2 separate regions of the Sus scrofa genome follow, and region 1 is linked to region 2. A link is a contact called in public Hi-C data. All regions are on one chromosome and are shown on one strand. The core of a region is the stretch at or near the end of the contact, and the rest is flanking DNA. Distances in the headings are between cores, read along the strand shown. Region 1 holds the start of LMO2 (rhombotin-2). Region 2 overlaps LOC110259281 (a long non-coding RNA gene).

Region 1 (2,700 bases), core at 132-2,631, 79 kb after region 2:
CAACGTCTACCAAGATATTCAATAAATATGTACTGAATACTTCCGAGGTTCTACCCACATCTAGGATTCTGGAGATAAAACTTTGGGCATCTTCTCCCTGCAATTATGGAATTTGTCACTTAGTGGGGAAGAAAGACTATACGCAAATTCATAAATGAGAAAGCATCAGAGAGTGATCAGTAGAGTGATGAAAATAAAATAGTGCTGTTAGTGCCTGGCGGGGGGGGGGCGACTTTAGATTGGATGTCCAGGAACTTTCTGAGGCCCCCAGGTATGTTGATCTCATGACGTCGGTGCAGGCCTGAGACTGTGTGCTGCCAACAGTGAATGTGGGAAGGCAAGGAAACACCGACGTGGTGAGAAAAGGTGAGGATACAGAGTCAGAAGACCTGGGTGCAGATCCCATTTCCCATGCTTATGGAGTTGGGTGACCCTAAGCAAGTTATTGAACTCCTGTGACCTTCATTTTCCTTATCTGTGAAATTGGAAGAATACTATTACTCACCTCAGAAGGTTATATTAAGATTAAATAAGATAAAACATATAAAATTCCTGGCACATAGTATGTGCTCAATAAAAGGCAGCTACTGTGTACCACCACAGGTCCATCTGCTCCTAACTGCAATCTTCTGTTGGAATTACTCCAAAGACAAAGCCCAAAAGTACCACTTAGTAGGTAATGAATATAGCCTCTGAGTTGATTTTTGCCCAACAAAACTCTTCTTCTTGAAAAGTAAATTCTCGAGAGAGCTTCTTGTGAACATGAATGCCAGAGTCCAATGAAGATGGCCCCATGGCTCTCTCGTTTAGGCAGCATTCAGATTTGGAAGGACGTTGGCCTAATAACGCTCCCCTATCAAATGGGAGCCTGGCTACGTGCCCCGTCTAAGTCGGTGGGCTGGGAGGGGGGAATTTCTGAGACCCAAAGGGCTGTGAGATGTGCAGAGGGTGAGGCACAAACAGGACACTCCCCTTCTCAGAGCCCCCGGCCCATCCAACTGAAAGGCCCGGCAGCAGCGATAAGCACCGCTCCTGTCTACCGGCCTCCACTCATTTGGGGAACAGGGCCACTTCTTCACAATATAAGCTGAGCTGGTACATAACGAAGAGAAAAAAAAAAAAAAAAGTTGGGCAGGAAGCAGACTTTTCAACCAGTGAAGAAACCGTTAGAATCCATCCCTTTGCCCTGATGCCAAAGCCCAGCCTGCCCCACCCAGCCACACTATCAAGGACACTCAGGCTATCAGAGAGCCTGGGGGTATTTGTCCCTAGTTTATCAGGGACCTGTGGAAACATTCCTCTAACTGACGATAAAGAACTCTTTTTTTCACCGCCCCCCCATTCTACTTCTAGCTGCCTGCCGGAGAGTTCCTCTCATTTTCTTTCAGCAACAGCGGTTCTGGAAAGATATTTTTCAACCTGGACTTGAAGTACCTGGTGGAGAGGCAGGTAAGATGAGTTTTATTCCTTCCTTCAATAAATAATTATTGGGTCCTTACTACGTGCTGGGCTAGGCGCTTGGATTCAATTCCAAGCAGACGGAGCTTGGAGTCCTGGGGGGAGCCAAGCAGCAATTAATAACCACACCAGGTAGACTTACAAATTGTGATCCAAACAGAGAGTGAGCAGAAAAACAACAAGGACCTCCTGTACAGCACAGGGAACTCTATTCCGTATCTTGTAATAACCTATAATGGAAAAGGATCTGAACAAAACCAAACCAAACACTGAATCACTTTGCTGTATACCAGAAGCTAACGCAACACTGTAAATCAACTATACTTAGAGAAATAAAAAAGCAAAAGAAAAAGGAAAAAACAATTTAAAAAATCTAGGAGTGAGGTCATCTAATGGTAGGTCCTAATTTAGTCACAAGAGACGGGGGGAGGGGGGGCTGGAAGGGCAGCGGTGTGGGGGGGAGCTGCTTCCCTGAAGAAGTCACATTTGAGCCAGGAGTGTGTATAATCTTCCAGATTTCGCTCTTGCCCTCCAAGTGGATGTTTTCAAGGTTAAAAAGATGCCTCAGGGTCTGATGCCTGTCTTGTTTCCGATACCAAGTCACGATTACTCGACCCTGCTAAAGGTTAGCATGGAAATGACTTCTTGGAGTGATAGAGAGGCCAGCATAAACCTGCCAGGATCCCCTTCAAGATTCAGTTCGCTTTGCAAAAGTTGCCAGATAAAAGATATTTCCAGATGGAGAGCCACGCAAGAAATACAAATGGAATAGTTTTTAATAGCGCTTCTTTTGCAAGATATGACCCAAGGCGGCCTCCTGCAATGTGATGGGAAGTACTGTAGCTGAAAGCATGAGAGGAGCTGAGCTGGTCCATGAGCATCCTGGGGGCCTTTGGCAAGGGGCTGTGGCCTGAGGGGGGTGTGAGAGATGCTCTACGTACCTGAAAAGCACCCCCACCGCCACTCCTGCCATCACCACCCAAAAGGGAGCCTGTGCCGGCTGCACTCTAAGCCTTGGCTTCTCAGAGGCAGGGCAGAGGTATCCATCTCTATGAGCACTGGGTCCCTTTTAGGAGGTTTTTGTGCATCATCACCAACTGCACCCTTTCCCCATCCTTGGGGCCTGATGGGCTCCTGCAAAGCAGGTCCTCTGTAAGTCAAGGACCGGCACTGCTGTCAGAGGTCCAAGTGGGCAGGGGTTGCCCTGGGGGACCTGAGGAATGTCTCAGAGCTCAGGGGACT
Region 2 (2,700 bases), core at 120-2,619:
AAAAAACAAATTTTTTTAAATAAAAAAATAAAGTAATATCCTCAGGTCAAACAAACTCTTGGAGATGTTCAGCTGCATGAACCAGAAGGGCCACATTCATCCATTGTTTATAGCTAGTGTCTGTCCTGACTGGTCAGTACCTATGTCTTATCAGTTGTTAAATACTTTGATGTCAGTCTCAGAATGAAGTTGTAGTCTTATAAATGGATGATCCTTGCAAGAGATGGGAACTTGAGCATGACGTAGGGCCAGCAATTTACTTTCCACCAGCCTTGGCTCACCCATGGGGGAAACAGGGATGCTAATACTGCCCAGTCCGCTTCAGAGAGTTACTGTGACGATCGAGTTGTCAGGGTGGATGCAGAAGTTCTCCGTCAATGGTGAGAGACTGTGCACAGGCAAGGAATGATGATAAAAATGATTAATAGTGACCATAACAACGGTGACGGGGAAGGTCAAGGTGATGGCGATAATAACAAATAAAAAAGAAGACAAACTTGGGAACACTGTAGGCGATCCCTTTCTAGTTCGATGGGCTACAAACATTGCTCCCGGGCTCACAATTCACAGGATGCAAGAGTTAGAAGCATATAAACTGGCCACATCCACCCCCGCTGGTTTATGCCATTGTAGCTCCCCGGTTGTTCGCTGGCCCAGGGCTGATAGGCGCTTCCTTTTGTCTGTGGGCATTTGTTCGTGGTTTATTTCAAAGCCTGGCTGGGAAACCCTTCTATTTTGTAATTTGCACCCCCAGGGCCAGCTCTTGAGGTCCGTTTAATGATCTGCTGGGACCTGGAGCTCGCAAGATAGGAAATGTGGAATTGCCCCAGTGGGTTCCTGCACCCCTAATTCAGCTTGGTCTGAGCTGGATTCTCCTGTGCCTTCTTCTCATACATGTTCTAGGATCCCCAAACCCACGCTGCAAGTATCTTGGATGAGCTGTTGGTTGTGGCCAGGAGGAGTCAGTAATTGGCTCTCTTCCTCCTCCCTTCCCCCACCCTGCCCCTACATTTAGGAAAACTCTGGATCTCTGCTGAGTCATATAAGAGGCTTCTGGGTGCCCTTGACAAGAGACCCCACCCTGCCCTTGGAGAAAGTGCCGAAGAGCTCGGTGGAGTCCATTCCAACAGAGCCAGCACCTATTGGCAGAATAATTGGCTCCTATCATTCATTCAGAGCCGTGGCTGGGGGTGGTGGGTGGGTGGGTGGAGAAGTTTAAACCCTGTGGCCTTGAGGGACAAACAGATTCTAGAAAGGTTTCTCTTTGCCTTGGCTAATTGTGAAATAAAACACTTCCTGCAGCAGAGGCCCCTCTCGGCGGCGAGGGCTTGGCGGTGCCTTCACAGAGTGATGGCCTCTGTGGGCCTCTCTTCCGCTTCCCCTCATGCTTGGGGATCAGGTATTAAATGTTACACAGCCTGGAGGGTAGTGGGGAGAAGGGATGAGGGGCCAAGGCCAGGCACTCCTGAAGGGCACTCTATTAGCAGAGAGTGCTCGGGGGTTGGAGGGGGTCCGTGGGGGTCAGGAGGGAGGGGGTGGTTTTGCAATGGCCTTGGTCACAAAAAAGGCCTCAAATTCCACTGTATCCACCATCTATGAGTGCAATCAGGTAGATAGTCACAAAATTCCACGGATGGGATTCAACCATTAAAACATCAAATTCTGTTCAACCGGTTTTGGCGTCAAGGAGCCTCTCTTGACCTCAGAGAGACCCTGGGTATGACAACGCAGCCACCAGACTGATTGTCCCGAGGAGCTGGTTTGGGCTTCCAGGTACTGGAGGAATTTTTCTACCTGGTTGTTCTATTTGACCATCGTGACGGCCCTGTGTGCTCAATACTGTTAGCAGCCCCATTTCATAAATGGGGAAACTGAGGCCCTGTTCAAGGTCACATGGAAAGCAGGGGAGCTGGGGAGTTCCTGTTGTGGCTCAGCGGGTTATAAACCTGACTTGTATCCATGAGGATCTGGGTAACATCCCTGGCCTTGATCAGCCGGTTAAGGATCTGGTGTTTCTATGAGCTGCAGTGTAGGTCCCAGATGAGGCTTGGATCTGGCATCACTGTGGCTGTGGCATAGGCGGGCTGGCAGCTGCAGCTCCAGTTCAACCCCTAGCCTGGGAATCTCCATATGCTGCAGATGTGGCCCTAAAAATAAAAAAAAAAAAACAACAACAACAAAGGAAAAAGAAAGTAGTGGAGCTGGGCTGGCCTCACACGGAAGCATCTTTCCTTCCTCCTGTTTTGAAGGTTAGCACAGCGCATCATCTGATAGCTGACCCTGTACTTACTCATCAGCCACGGGCACCTGGGATCATGTGCCAGGTGGCACCATCCCTTCCCTGGATGGCTACCAAAGATAGTCCTACAGGAGCCTTAGTTTAGGCCTTGGGGAAAATCCTCTAGAATTCCAAAGATGGGCCTTGGTTTAAGTCTTGGTTAAAATCCTCTAGAATTCCCCTCTGAGAGAATCTGAGGTCCCTAATGCCTTGATTGCCCCGGGTGACATCATGTTTAAGTGACATCTGACCTCCCTGAGCTCATTCCTTTGTCCTGGTCACCTCTGCTTCCATCAAAAATAACAGGTGGCTGATAAGCTGGCTCTTGGCGCCCTGGCTCAGACAGTGGACTCTGAATCCACGCTCAGAGCAGGCCTCTCAAGTTCAAAAAAGCCCTCGTGCTCTATATTTTGACAGGTTCA

What was found. A called contact is a pair of places that touch in the nucleus more often than the background predicts.
Region 1: a contact with region 2 is called in a Hi-C map of fetal liver, with 2.0 times the contacts expected there. The contact joins the promoter of LMO2 here to the enhancer-like site in region 2. A contact is called at or near these places in 1 of 5 promoter capture datasets (fetal liver), 8 of 47 Hi-C or Micro-C datasets (alveolar macrophages, blood, epiblast stem cells and 3 more) and 2 of 2 datasets of contacts at active chromatin or transcription factors (alveolar macrophages and skeletal muscle).

What each region holds. Positions count from the first base shown.
Region 1 is chr2:27,032,543-27,035,242 of Sscrofa11.1, forward strand. LMO2 (rhombotin-2) reads left to right here and starts at 1,382. Exons shown (of 5, transcript XM_005661026.2): 1 at 1,382-1,449.
Region 2 is chr2:26,953,127-26,955,826 of Sscrofa11.1, forward strand. LOC110259281 (a long non-coding RNA gene) reads right to left here. Exons shown (of 2, transcript XR_002341526.1): 2 at 242-388. Among named protein-coding and RNA genes, the nearest start is that of CAPRIN1, 79 kb to the left of the region's middle. Within about 2 kb of position 1,370, at least 7 of the 83 cell types and tissues checked have an H3K27ac peak or open chromatin away from gene starts, as enhancers often do. A contact at or near this core is called in alveolar macrophages and fetal liver, where this site is marked.